3 separate regions of the Mus musculus genome follow, and regions 2 and 3 are each linked to region 1. The links are chromatin contacts, called in public HiChIP or PLAC-seq maps. All regions are on one chromosome and are shown on one strand. Each heading gives the region's core, a stretch centred on a gene start, on an enhancer-like site or on the middle of the called end of the contact. The rest is flanking DNA. Distances are from core to core; before and after follow the strand shown. Region 1 holds the start of Morc4 (microrchidia 4). Region 2 holds the start of Frmpd3 (FERM and PDZ domain containing 3). Region 3 has its middle 26 kb from the start of Gm39537.

Evidence for each region. HiChIP or PLAC-seq counts read pairs in DNA pulled down with a chosen protein or histone mark.
Region 2: an H3K4me3 HiChIP or PLAC-seq map of embryonic stem cells shows a contact between it and region 1, with 4 times the contacts expected there. The contact joins the promoter of Frmpd3 here to the promoter of Morc4 in region 1.
Region 3: an H3K27ac HiChIP or PLAC-seq map of trophoblast stem cells shows a contact between it and region 1, with 3 times the contacts expected there. The contact joins the enhancer-like site here to the promoter of Morc4 in region 1. A contact is called at or near these places in 3 of 39 promoter capture datasets (hippocampal neurons, liver and stem cell-derived epiblast-like cells), 2 of 484 Hi-C or Micro-C datasets (adipose-derived mesenchymal stem cells and liver) and 3 of 115 datasets of contacts at active chromatin or transcription factors (embryonic stem cells, stem cell-derived neural progenitor cells and trophoblast stem cells).

Annotation. Positions count from the first base shown.
Region 1 is chrX:139,869,213-139,874,015 of GRCm38.p6, forward strand. It overlaps Morc4 (microrchidia 4), which reads right to left and starts at 2,442. Exons shown (of 17, transcript NM_001193309.1): 1 at 2,060-2,442; 2 at 1,858-1,930. The coding sequence starts at 2,161.
Region 2 is chrX:140,340,073-140,344,875 of GRCm38.p6, forward strand. Frmpd3 (FERM and PDZ domain containing 3) reads left to right here and starts at 2,191. Exons shown (of 15, transcript NM_001320946.1): 1 at 2,191-2,317. All of the region lies in intron 3 of Gm32113 (predicted gene, 32113), which reads right to left.
Region 3 is chrX:140,162,550-140,167,352 of GRCm38.p6, forward strand. No RefSeq gene overlaps it. Among named protein-coding and RNA genes, the nearest start is that of Gm39537, 26 kb to the left of the region's middle. Within about 2 kb of position 2,507, at least 3 of the 459 cell types and tissues checked have an H3K27ac peak or open chromatin away from gene starts, as enhancers often do. A contact at or near this core is called in trophoblast stem cells, where this site is marked.

The DNA.
Region 1 (4,803 bases), core at 1,192-3,691:
TGTCCCCTCCTCTACGAAGTCTTTCTGACCCCCCTTCTGGTCCTGATAATCTTAAGTCCCTCCTCTTCTGTACGCCTGCAGCACGTGTGTGCTTCTCTTTGCACACGTCCTTTTCTACTAGGTTGCTACAGAAATGATAAAACCTTTTTACATGTTTCATCATACCTGTTAATAAAGTAGAACTTGGTCATATCCATTTTTCTACCTATCTTGGTGACCCTGTGCATAGTAGATGATTAATAAATGTTTATCAAATGAGTGATTTCCTAAAAATTCATGAGGAAGTAGAGAAAACACTTGAAGAAAAAGTAAAAAAGAAAGTTTGGGATTATCAATAAACACTCTGATGTTCCTTTTCCCTGTTAATATTTGTGACTTGGTTTTTTTTTTATAAGAAAATCTGTGTATACACATATATGTACATAATATACACACATTAGCCCAGGTCTATGTTTTTTAATTTAATGCTTTAAAAATACCATCCAGTGAGCTGAGTACAGTGGCAAGAGCCTATAATCCTAGCATTGGGAGGCAGACACAGGCACATCTTTGTGTGCTGACTGCCAGCCTGATCTGCACAGCAAATTTCAGGTCAACTGGACTACATAATGTGACGCTATCTCAAAAGAAAAAAAAAGGGAGGAAGGAAGGAAGGAAGGAAGGAAGGAAGGAAGGAAGGAAGGAAGGAGAAAAAGAAAAAACCATAGGGGAAAACCTAAACGATAGAGTCACCTCAGTCTGGAAATTCAAGCTGTATCATCAATGTTACTTTCCTCCTGAACTTTCTAGAAAGCAATCAGCAACCTACTCTATACCATTTGGGCTCATAGCCAAACTAATCATCAGAATCCTCCAGCACCTTCCAAATAACTCTTCTGACTCTTCCTGTGGCTCACCGACATCTTTAGGAAAACAAGTCTCCTGGCATGGCCACAGTGGTGGCTTACGTCCCCACTGGGGTTCATTCATGTGGCTCTGAAACCATTTTCAAGAGTCTTGTTCTGTGCTAACTAGCCATATAAATCTGTCTTCCTTCTTTCAGTTTTTGAAATATTTATAATGTGCTTGCTCTGCTGCATTTTGCGCAGAACTGCTTTTCATCTTTGCCTTTTGAACAGTACATTAGTGCAGAAGCGATGCACTCAGCTCTAAGGAATCAAGTGAATTTTTTTCCTTTTTTTTTTTTTTTTGAGCGAGCACCGGTGCACCCAGAGGTTAAGTCCTTAAGGCCTCCGTATTCATTCCAGCGGTGTGAGGGCGCTCGTGGACTACGGACCCAGCCCTCTGCAGTCTCCGGGAGCCAAATGCACTCGTGTCATCATCTAAGAGATGGCCCATCATTCCTAGACTTAAGTCTCTAAAGTTAAAGAAGTCATTTCCAGATCTTTCCAACTACTCTACAGGGCCCTCTGCACTGTTCCTTTGCCAGCCTGGGGCCCTCTGTCGGTCGCCAGCCTTGGTCAAATCCAGTCGCTTCGGGGCCCGATATTTTTATGCATTGCTCTTTGATTATTAACTAAGAATCCTAAAGTGACTGGAACATCACGATCCAGACAGAACAACAGCGCGGGAACCCTACCAAACTCTTAGTACACACCTCGCTTCCTCGGCTTTCCAGGCACGATCTAGTCCCGTCGCCCCCCTACCCCACCCCACCCCACCTCACCCTACCCCATCCCACCCCACCCTACCCTCCCTGTCCCCCTCCCTAAGAGATCACGGTGGCCGAGCTCCCCCAGCCCGTCCCGAGAGGACCCGCCCCACGCGCCTCGTGCATTCCTCTTGCGTCCACCGCACCACGCTGGCACCTCTGCCTCGGGCTTGCGACCCGCCACCCGGCCCGCCCTCGTCACTCACCTAGCAGCTCCGCGATGGCACTGAAGGGTCGCGTGTGGCTGCTGGAGTTGCTCTGGAGGTAGCGGGGGCTCATCTGGGGGCGAGAGAAGGTTCCGTCCCGCGTGAGGCCTCAGCTCGCCCAGCCCTCCCCGCGCGCCCCCCGCAGCCCTGGGACCCGGGCGCGCTCGCGCGAGTCCGTCCCCTCGGGGGCCCCCGGACCTACCGTGCTCAGGCGGATCCTGAAGGCCTGCGGGACGCTGCCCGCCCGGGCCAGTCCGCCTCCCGGCGTTCCGGGGCCCGCAGGGGCCCCTCGGTACAGGAGCATTTTTTTGGCCGCCAGGATACCGGTTTGCTGCTGCCGGACCCCTGGGCCGGCTGTCCCCGCACTAGATCGCGCTGTCCCCCGACTCGCAGCTGGCGGTGGCCGTCCCGGACTGGCCCTCTCTCGTTCCCACTCGCAGCTGGCAGAGGCGGGGCGCGCTGCAGCCACCTGTCCCCAGCGGGAGGGGTGAAGCCGGAGGAACCCAGCGTCTGCCCGCCCCGCCTTGTCAGCACCTCTCCTGACCCACCGACTGCCAGGGCTGCCCCTGGGCCGTACAGAAATATGGCGATCTCCTGACAGACGCTCCTCCATCCCCGCCCCTAATTAATTCTTGGCGTTTGCCATAGGCCAGGCGGCCGAGCGGGAAAGCGCGAGGGGAGGGGGGATGGCGGTGCGTGGGGAGGGGCGGGAATGTGGCAAGAGGAGGGAGAGCGTGCATGGGATTTCTGGAGTCCCACTTAGGCTTCATGACTAACAGGCAGGATAAGACAAGTCTTTGAATTTCGAAGGACTGCAGTTTTGCTATCTGGGAAGATAGGCTGGAGCTAAGGGGAATTATTCCCACTAGCTACTTCGAAAGCTTATGGAAGCACCAGGAACTTTCTAGAATGCAATTGGCAAACGGCCTACCGATCCTTCAAACCGGCAGGGAGACTTTATAGTAGGAGAAACTGAATTTACTCGCTGCAAATAGGGGGTTGGTTATGTTATAGGATGCGCATAAAGTAATATGCAGCTTTGTGTGTTTGTGCTCTTGGGGGCGCATCGTTTGCACACCACTGACATTTGAAGGCCTGGTGTCTCTGGGACTGCGGTTCCAAACTCACACAGCCATGCTTTTTCAACAGTCTTTAAAATTATTGCGCTTGCTTATTTTGTGTGATTGTGTGTCTGTGTGCACGTGTGGCGATCAGCACACAATTTGAGGGAGTTAAGTTCTCACCTTCCACCTTCTGTAAGTTTGGGGTTCTCAGGTCTTGTGACAAGCACCTTCATCCCTGAGCCATTTCCCTGCCCCTATATTCCACTTTTAAAGGGCATGCCTGCTGTGAGTCTACATTTACCTGTGCTGTGGAGTCATCATGTAGTGTTGACAGCAAACCCAGGTCCTGGAAGGGCACACTACGCAAGCACCCCTACCACCATTATCACTACTCCCAACCCTGTGAGCACTGGGGTTGCAGTCATTTTTATGTGGGTGCTGGGGATCTGAACTGGGGTTCTCAGACTTGTATGGCAAATGTTTTACCAACTGGGCCACTTCTCCAGACTCCTTTTTCTGTGTGTGTGTGCGCGCGCGCACGCAGGTGTATATGTGTTCTTATGGGTGGCGAGGTTTTCACGTGTCCATTTGTACATGGAAGCCAAAGGTCATCATCTTGTTTGTTGAGACAGGGTCTTTCAACAGCCTAGAAATCACTAAGTAAGCATGGGGTGATTAGCCAGCCAGCAATCTGCTTATTTCCGTCTCTCTCGGTGGTGGTGGTGGTGGTAAGGATTACAAAAGGACACTAACCCTGGCTTTTTCCTTTTTTTTTTTTTTTTTAAGAACACGAGGTCTGGGGATTGAACTTAGGTCCTTTTCCTTGCACAGCAAGCGCTTTCCCAACTGAGTGATTTGTTTTTGAGACACTCATTACCTAGCTCAGGCAGGCCTCTGGCTCTGTATCTTCCTTCCTCAGCATATGCTCAGACATCAGGGAGGGCCCCCACGCCCAGCATTACATTTATCTTCTGTTTGTAACGAAAACGTTTTTCAAAAACGTCCAGCTATAGATGCCTTATTGATGGGTAAAGTACCAGCCTTTAGTCCTTCCAGCAACTTAAGCTGCTGGCCACCTTCTACGGATGACTGCCTTACTCAACCACTTCCCAGTTTCCCTGTTATTAGACATTTAAGTTAAATGTAAAAATGTAAGTTGTAGCCATTGTGACTAACATGAGTGAAGATGTCTCTTCTTCTATAGTGATGCCATTTCCTTTGGATATGTATACTGAATGGGGATTTCTAGATAATTCTGTGTCTGGTTCTAGGTAATTCTATGTTTAAATGTTTTGAGGAAGCTCCATACATTTTTTTTTCATAATGGATGTACTAATTTGCACCCGCAACAACAGTTCGTAAAGGCTTCCTTTTCTCTACATCCACACCGGCAATTGTTTTCTTTCTCATTTTGTCATTTTTAACTAGAGTGAGGTGTTGCCACATTATGATTTTCGTTTCTGCCATACTGAGCGTTTTGAGTACACGTGTCTAGGATTGGGTCTTGTCCCTCCATCACCAAACTATGTCTCTCTCTCCAGCTCAGTTTTTATCCTTTATTTTGTGATAGATTCTCATTGAGGTTCCTGGACTGGCCTTGAAATTACTTTGTAGCCCAAGAAGGTTAAACATGTATTCATCCTTGTCAATATTCCAAGTAGCTGGAGTTAGTTACAGGCCTGCACCATCAAGCCCCAATGAGCATGTTGAAATAATGTATTGGCTTTTTGTATGTCTTTTTTTTTTTTTTTTGAGAAATTAACTTTCCCCATAAGGCTCATGAAACTGGGTAAGGGGTTATAAAGATGGGAAACAATTGGTGGGGAAGAAGCAATTCTTTTATGGTAGAGAAATGTGTAAGTTGCCCAGGGTCTGCTGGTAA
Region 2 (4,803 bases), core at 941-3,440, 470 kb after region 1:
GTTGTAATGTAGATTGTAAAGATAGTCAAGGTGGCCCGTGGGATGAGCTAAACAAGCAAAAGACTCTCCCAACGTTTCTACTAGTTCCTCTACAGATCTCTGCTGCTTGGGCAGAACCCAGAACCCCGGCTATCAGCAAAAGTAAGTCTTTCCCCTCTTGACCACACTTTGCTGTCTAACATGAGCTTCGTGTTTTCTAAATGGAGGTATCTTGGTGATCTGAAGAGGTTTTGACCCAGACACCTGCAATGCTGGGGTCTCATAATCTCATGAGAGGAGCAGGCTGCTTTAGAGACCCAAAGCCCAGACAGTTCTGCTGGTTCCATTCAAGTCCTTAAAACAATCTCCTCGGTTTAATGCCAAGCCATCACTAACCAGTGTGTCATAGGCACCACTGAGGGAAAACACTATTTCACAGAGCAGGGGCTGCTTAGATGCCGGCTCACTAGTTCTGGAAAGATGAAATTAAGTACAATCAATCTGGAAGAGTCAGCCAGGATTTCTTTTCAGTTTTACCTCCCTGTAGCCCCCTCCCACCTTAGAGACAGACTAATCCCCGACATTTGTCTAATGACTTTATACCTGTCAAAGCTCCTTCCTATCTATTACTTCCCTCCAGCATCACAAACACCCCCAGAAAGGAGGACCGGAAGGCATTATTATCCCTGTTTGACCAACAAGAAAACTGAGGTACCAAAGGATACATGACTCATTCAGGGTCACACAGCCGTTTAGTCAAAGAACTGGGGCTTTAAATGTTTTCTAACTTCCAGTCTTGTGATCTTTCTGCCTTACAAGGTAGACTCACCTACAGGACTATGGACGCGTGCTGCTCCTAACACAGTACCCAACACACATAGATGCTAATAAGTATTTGCTGCAAGGAAGGAAGAAACAAGTTCTACAATGGTTCTCCTTCTTGTTGTTTTGAAAAAATGGTCACACCATGTCGCCCAGGTTGCTCTTGAGTTCCTGGGCACAAGTGATCCTCTATACTCACCTTCCCAGATGTCTGAGACTATAGATAAGGCCAACCACACACAGCTCTACTGATCTTAAGTCATTAAAATAGGATACGAATGTGATGCTATTTGATCATTTTGACCATGAAAGAAGGAGTTTGAGGTCTTTCCCAACTCACAGATGGCAATGCCAAAGAAAGGCTAGTGTGACAGCCACAGAGAAGCCAATGGGACTTGATTTCCTAACAAAGCTGCCTTCCACTCATCCTTCACAGAGGAATTGATCCAATGGGCCCTTAACCCAGTAGCAGAGAGGAGTCAGAATCAGTCCCACTTCAAGAAGAGCCTCCCCAAGATGTCTCTACAAGCTTTTCTCTGGTCTCCCATCAGTGACTCTGAAGTTCTGCTGTGAGAGTTACTTGAGAACACTGGCTGCTCTCTCCTCTTAAAGGACCTGAGCACTCTCCCCTTCTTGAGGAACTCCAAGCATAACAACCCAGACTTCAGAGACTCTGAGCTTGTCTCAGAAAAGACCACCTGGATCCAAACACCCTCCTCCTCCCTTTTCTATCTACCATGGAGTCGGGTACATACTAGAGATCTATCAAATATTAAGAAATGAGCTGTCTCTGCTAAAGAAGAGTGCCCGGAGTTGCCACTTGTTTTTAGTCCAGTTAGAAAAATGGGGGCCGGCGGGGGGGGGGGGGGGAGAGAGAGAGAGAGAGAGAGAGAGAGAGAGAGAGAGAGAGAGAGAGAGAGACAGACTGGTCTCCAGATACCACTTTGCAGTAATACAAAGCAGCGTTTGTTCCGGGTACCCCCCTAATTTAAGATCCCTGCGGGTTTTCTTTCTTGAGCCCACCAGTTCTCCCCTTGATCTCCAGGGGTGTTTGTTTTGCTTCCCCAGAGCCTCGGTTTTGTTTTGTGTACAATGAAAAGGGCGCTGGGATGAGAAAATGCATGCAAAGCACAGTGTCCAGATCTTAATAAGTGCTCAGCCAAGCGGCAGCTGGATTATCCATACACCTCTGTTCCCAGAGGGAGGGGTCCTCCAGGGACACCAGACTGCTCACGAGGTCCCGAATCCAGGTGCAAAAGAGGGGCTGTTTCTCAGCTCCCTGCTTAGTTCATCACCTCAGCCTCAGCTCTGGGGCTGAGCCAGTCGCCTCGTTCTTTAAGATTCTGGTCACAGCAGGGGCTGGGTTTCTAAGGCAGGCGTGATCTTTCTCTTCCTACAGACGCCGCTGCCGCCAGTGTCTGAGCTGGGCACTGGCAGGGGCAGTGCGCGGGAGAGACAGAGGGAGGGTTCCCGGCTCCGCAGCCACGCAGACCGGGCCTGGAGAGGGTCCCCGACAGTAAGTACTGTGCCCCAGAAGCCAGGCTAGGGCTTGCTTGGGAAAGGATCATATAGCTGGGCGTGTGTGGGGTTGTGAGGTCCGCAGAAATTGCTAGGGTCCTCACTGGCACCTCAGAGTGACTTGGGGGCAGTCTAGCACATGCCCCTTCTGGGTGAGTGGCCCTTCCTCGCTCCTTCCCGGGACAGAGGGAGGACGGGGCTTGGGGGGGGGGGGGGGTGAAGACAGAGGATTACAGAGTTCGCGCTTCGGGGGGTGTCATTTCTCTCCATCCCCCACCTCGAGCCCCCCAAGAATTCCTTCTAGTTGCCAAGCGGTCCTCGGGTCGGTTCGCGGAGCCACGGACGAGGAAATGGCAAGGCAAGATGCACGCGGGGCAGAGGTTTGGATATCCATGGCAAAGTGGCTGCAGGAGCGGGAAGTTTTCCTGCTGAGGGTGGGGGGCGGGGAGTGAAGACGGTGTAGAGAGGCGAGGAGAGCAGAAAGCTGGAGGAGAGGGAGGGCAGTGCTTCTAGGGGTTGGAACCAAAGCCCCCTGCCAGCAGCAGCCAGATCCTCCAGGATCCCTTCCAGGTGAGAGCTTTTGGGCTCCTGCAGGCAACTGAGTCCAGTGGGAAAAGGTCTGGGCTTCTAGCCTCCCTCCTCAGTTCCCCAGGCATAGTGGCTAGGTTGTGCTCTTTGGCGGTGGGGGAGGTGCACAGGGGATGCTGACGCGGTGTTGCTTTATAGGGAGGGGGCAGCTGAGACCTCAGTTTTCTCCAAACACAGCCAGGCTGAGAAACATGACCACTGTACCCACCTGGTGGTGCATTATTTACAGAAATATCATCCATTAGCAAGTAAGACTGGCAGGAACATTCCTGTCACTATTTTCTCTAGGCTGTGTAAAATTCAGACGGTGTTAGGGCAGACATAACAAGACCAGTATCTCCCCTCTGTTTTTCGACCCTCCACTACATTGGTCAGGCTTACCTCCCAGTAGTAACAAGTCATATGCAATAATAACAACTCTAGCTGTCATTTGCTTGGAGATTGCTATATGCCAGGCATAGCACTAAGCACTTTACATGCAGTATTTTATTCACTCTTCACAAATATCATGTAGGGTAAATACTAATATTATTCATTTTTACAAATGAAGAAATCAAGGCATAGAGAGGTGGGTCAAGACTAGTCCAACAACTAGTGAGGGGCAGGGCTAGGATTTCAACCCACTCTTTCTTCATACATATCCCCATTGATAACTATTGGAAATATTGGTAACAAGCTGGCTTTAATGGGCTAATAAAAACCAGGTTGATTTCCCTGTGGCAAAACTCATTTTAATTCTGTATTTCTGAAGTCAGGGCCCAGTCCCAAAGAATGTTGAATCAATTTTTCAAATTACCCCCCCCCCCATTACAAACTGTGGAGAAAGACAAACAGCGAGTTAGGACACAGCAGATCCTATTACTGGATGCCCAATGATAATATTAATTGCTAGTAGATCCTATAAATGAGCAGTTACTTTGCCAGCTCGTTTCATGTATTAAATCTTTTCATGGGTACTTCGAAGTGAGTCCTATAATGAGTCTCTCTTTATAGGCAAAGGAATGGGGCTTAAGAGTTCCAACCCACATCCAATAACCCCCAAACCATACCTGTTTTGGACAAATCTAATCATGAAAAGAGCAGTTTGTACTTACCACAGTCCCCAGCCATTTGCCCAGAAATCTCCACTCTCTTTTTCTTTGCTCGCTGCTCCCTTTACACTAAAGACGGAATTGCATAGATTGGTAGAGAGCAGGCTTCCAGGAGAAGACAGGGTTTCAGATGGATTTGGGTTTTGTTGTTGTACTAAGCGCCGTGCCTGCAACATCAATAAGTTGTTATGCTTTATAAGTTTTATTAATTAAACAAGTGTCTGGCTTGCTGGCTTGGAGTTGTTAATCCGATGTTATGGCTCTATCTGAATACCTCTGTTAGAAGTTAATTTAAATATATATATACATACATACATATATATATATACATACATATATATATATATATATATATATATATATATATATATATATATTTGCAATGATGGGGCAAAACTGACTTTGTACTCCCTAAGGAGGGGGAAGGGGACTTGTTTTGAAGCTTCAACTTGGGTGGCAGAAGCTGCAGTCCATACATGCATAATAGTATTCTTGTGCCTCCATCCCAGAATGGTCCCTGGGAGCTGAAACCTATGTGTAACTAGACCCCTTTGGGCTGTTCCTGGGTTATTTCTAACCCTTCAATGGGGTCCTTTCATTTCCTATTTTCTCAGCCCATTTGGAGGGATCGCATTTAATAGACCTTCTTCAAAATGTGGACAAAATCGGGTATGTGAGCTCCATGCCTTTAGTGTGTGGACTATGGCTGGATCTTACTAAACCTGCTGGAAGCCAACCTTCCCTGCTGCTCCTATAATAGGGGGCATCCAAGTATAGTTCCAGGGTGGTGCATGAGAAATGCTCT
Region 3 (4,803 bases), core at 1,257-3,756, 290 kb after region 1:
GTGTGTGTGTGTGTGTGTGTGTGTGTGTGTGTGTGTGTGAGAGAGAGAGAGAGAGAGAGAGAGAGAGAGAGAGAGAGAGAGAGAGAGAGGAGACATATGGAAGAGTCCAAAGCAGAAGAAGAAAGGAGTAGACTGAACATGGCCAGCAGACATAGCCAGCGCTATCTGCAAGAGAGAGGAGAGTAGGAGGGGACAGAGAGTAAAGAAAACCTAGTGAAAGAAGCAGGAAGAGAGCAGGGAGAGAACGTAATGGGAACAACAGGGTTATAAGGATAATGAGTAGCCAGGGGGGAAGGAAGTCTGTGTGCAGGAGGAAGTTTAGGATAAGAAAAGAGGTGAGAAGGTAAAGGCCATATTGTGGGACAGGAAAGATGGCTCCACAGTTAGGAACATTGGCAGCTCTCGGAGATGACCCAGGCTCAATTCCCAGCACCCCTACAACAGCTCACAAACATCTGTAGATCCAGTTTAAGGAGACCCAGTGTATGTGCATGTGTGTGCAGGGCCCATGGAGACCAGAGGCACCAGCTCCCCTGAAATTAGAGTTAAACTGGTTGTGAGCCTCCTAACATGGGTGCTGGAACTTGAGCTAGGGCTAGTCTACAAGAACGGTATGTAATTTTATTTGCCAGGATATCTCTCCAGTCCCTGATATTATACCTTATACTCAAGGAAAGAGATTCAGAGCTTACGGTATCCTATGGCCTCAGAGGGTCAGGCCAAGGCTTGAACTCAGGCCCATACAGCTAAAGCTTACACTCTTCACTATGTACTATTTTAAACCACTAAATGCTAATAAAAGCAAACATCTGGATTCATTACAAAAAAAAAAAAAAAAAAAAAAGGAGACCCAGTGTCTTCTGCTGGCCTCCATGGGCAACACACACACACACACACATGCACAGGCAAAACACTCATGCACATACAATACAATTTAAGAAATTAAATCCATGATGTGAGATTCATGATTTCCTCTTGTCAATTTAAAAACAAAACAATCAAGGCTTCTGCAGAAGCTGGCCTATTTGCTAAGGAAGATGGAATCTGGAGTAAGAGGTGGCCGGTAAAAGCCTGGGGTTTTCTACTCTGTTAGAACCAGGAAGTGTTTCTGCAGCATATGTATGAGCCCTGGAGAATCTCTGCTGGCCTGTGTCCTGAAGTCAAGCTGTAGGCATCAACGCCAGCTTCCCCCTGCTCCAGGGCCTTGGCTACTCTGAACCATCTACTGCCAGTTACAGCTTTCCATTCCCAAGGTCAAAAGCTAAGGAAGCTGCCCCCTAAAGCCAACACAAATGTTGGCATTCCTAAGCTAAGCACCATGCTGTGGGCAAGTTCTTCTTATCCTGTACTGACCCATTCTCTAAGGTCCTGTGTCCTATAGGAGTGGACATCCTGAAACCTGGGCGGTATCAGACTGGGAGATCAGACTAGGCTGGGTGGAAAGGTCGTAAGTTCCTGTCCGGGCTTCTTCCCTGAAATAGCCTGTGAGCTTGGGGACTTATCCCAGACTGTGTTCCCAGGAAAGCGGGCTAAGCCAGAGCTTTGTGGGTAGGAGACTGCAAGAAGTCAAGCTGTGAATGGACAGTCTCTGAATTGAGGGCCAATTTCTCCCTCTAGCCTCATCCTTCCTTACCTTGGCTACTAGAAGATTCTGTTCCCGTGACCTTTGTTGCTGAAATCCCCCTTCCTTTCCCCTGTTCTTGTGAGCAGGGCATGTCTTTTGTGCACTTAGGAGCAGCTGTGGGGAGAAAGGCTTTGGAGCCAGCTCTGATCTGGAATCCAGATCTAGCTTTGATAAACAGTGTGGCAATGGGCAGGTGACTGACTGAAACTCCCGGAGGCTGTCACAAGAGATGCAGTAATTGGTGTCTGTACCCAACTGGGTTGGTGGGAGAAGCAAATGGGGTAACTCTGGGGGAATGCCCCCCCCGCCCAAAAAGTTTCATAGAACTCAGTGAATGAGTACCACATGTAGGAAAACAGGAAGAACGTCTTCTTCCTACAGGAGGAGAGGATGATAGGAGAAACTGAGGCACTAATCACCCCTGGAGCCTCAGAGTCCTGGAGTCTCTGGAGTCCCTTAGAACTCAGCGAAAGGGAAAACAGAGCCTGAGGGAGGGACACCTGGGAGAGTTAAGAGGAGACATGACCCCGAGCCATGTGAGGCGGACAGGGAGCTAGACATATAGGCACCAGGTGCAGGGGCCCTGATGAGAAAAAGTAAAAAAAAAAAAAAGAGTCAGGTTACCAAAACGGCTAGGAAAGAGTCTACTGGGGCAGGACAACCCAACCAGGTTAGGGAGGAGGGCAGGGTGAAGGAACTCTAGCCAGTCCAAGCACGGCAACATGGCTCTGACAGGCCTTGTCCTTCCTTATTCCCTCTGCCTTGCTAAAAAGAAAAAAGGAAAAAAAAAAACTGTTAGATTACACTTCTAAAGCTAGCCACAGAGGATCATTACATTCTTTGGCCACTTCCTCCTCCTGAGGCTGACTACCAAGGTCCAGCAAGCAAAAGCGGGCCATTACCTCACCTAATTAGCCTGTCCAATCAAAATGAAACACCTCATCCTAACATGGGGTTTCCCCTTTTACCTTTATAAATGGCTATTTTCCTATGGGCCAGATCTGTCTCCTCTCTACCCAGAGGCAGTCCTTTGTCCTTCCCTTCCCTGTCTCCCTTGACCCTTTTCTCCCCCTCCCTGTTGCCTTACCTTTCTTCCTCTTCCTCTACTTCCTGTCTTTGTCTCTTATGCCTGCCCTCTGTCCCTGCGGGGCAAATAGTGCTCCTTTGTGCTGAACGCGGTCTTGGGGTGTCTTGTGCCTACTCTGAGAGTTTCTAGTATACCAGTCATACCCTGTAAATAGGTAGAGACTGAGGGTTACAGGGAGAACCTGGCAGCCAGGTCCACTCTGATACGTTAAATAGGCACCTCAGTTAGCCTTTGTCCCAGGTTTGAGACCTAACTCTCAGTAACTCTTAGTTCCCTTCTCCTCTGAACCCAAACTACCCAATCCAAACAGTGGTTTGAAACCTAGTTTGCAATGAAGAAATGTTGTACATAAATTGGTATAGTTCTTGCAAACTCATAACTCTAGAAAAATGTGACCCATGACAATGAAATCCTCAGTATATATTTAAACTTCCCCTGTTCTGCCGGTCTCTCACTGTCACAGGCCCCTCAGTCTTAAGGACACAGATTACTTCGTAGCCCCTTCTGTCAAGAAGTCAGTGTCGCTTGGGCTTTTCAAAGATGTGCATTCTCAGCCACCACATGGGGCCATCAGCCTGAGAGTTACTGTAGGTAGTTCTCAACTGCTACAGCTCTGGAACTCAGGGCTCATCATGGGCCACTGGTTCCAGGGAAGATGAGTGCCACAGTTTCCTTCACCACTCTCTCCTCATGTGGGAAGAACGAGGCATGACAGCAAGAATTAGAAAAACTCCACAAAGAGCAAGGCTTTTGTCACAAGGCCCAACTTGGGTTAACTTGTACTCTATAACTACTGAGACCCAGGAGTGGGCCGCTGAGCCCTGTCTGTAGCTGGCTGGAACCTCCTTGTGTGATGCAATCCTTGCCTCTGCACGAGTTCCCCTGGGTCCAGAGTCCCTTGACTTTCCTGTCTCTTCAGTACAGCCCCTAAGGCTGAGAGTCTCAACTTGTTTACACTAGTCTAACAGCACCTGCACCACCTGGGGAAGTATGTCACAAATGTACATTCTCAGAACCTCCCCACACCACTTCATGTGATTCCTGATAAGGGTCCCAAGTTCAGGACTGGACACGGGCTCTAGTTGCATAAATCACTTTACAAACACAGGGTGGATATGATTTGCTTGCTTTGGGGGGAAACAGGGAGGACATTTGAGACAGTGTCTCACATGGCTCCAAGATGGCTTGGAGCTTGCTATACAACTAAGGATGACCCCAAACTCCGGATCCCCCTGCCTCTAGCTCCCAGGAGCTAGAACTACAGTTAGTAGTATCAACATGCCAGGCTGTAATTTGCTTCTTCATCTTCACATTTTCTGGTAATTTATAGCCTACTACACAGAAGAAATCATGGAAGATGCAAACACACTGATGGAGAGGGTTTCTAATGCCACAGTTCCTAATTAGAAGGCAATGCGTTCCCACTTTATTTCAAATTTATGTCCTGACCGGTGATTTTGAATCAGGCCAGTGGCTGATCTAGCTTGATTTGTACTTAATGCTTATTTCTCCAGTGGCTTGTTGCTACTGGAAAAAGCTTTGGCATTCCAAACAGAACATTTGGGATATAATATAAATAAACACTTTGAACAGAGATTTAAAGTAGTTTTATTACAGCCATTGACTTGGCATGTTTTACAGCTTTGATTTCAATTCTGGCTGTGAAGACTCAAAGAAAGCAAACATATCTCAGAACAGAAAGAAAATCAAGGGCAGACATAGGATAGATACCTTCTCTGCTAACCCTTCCACTCCACTGGGCTAGAACTTTATACACATCCTCTGTATGAACACATTCTTGGGATCAAGCAAAGAACTAGGTACAGAGACTGGACTGTGACTTACACAAGGCAGATCTGAATGAAGGAGGTATAAACCCAAGGTTCCAGAGGGTAGATAGAAGGAGCAGAGTCTAGCAAGGCAAGGAAAACATGGGCAAAAATGATAGTGAAAGGGTTATTAAAAATGGGCCTTTCTCCACAGGACAATAGGTTTTCTTACCTACCCACAATTCCATTTGCCTTTTTCTCAGCTACTCATGGGTATCTGTAGGCTGAAAATACTAAGTAAGAAAGTTCCAGAAATAAAATAT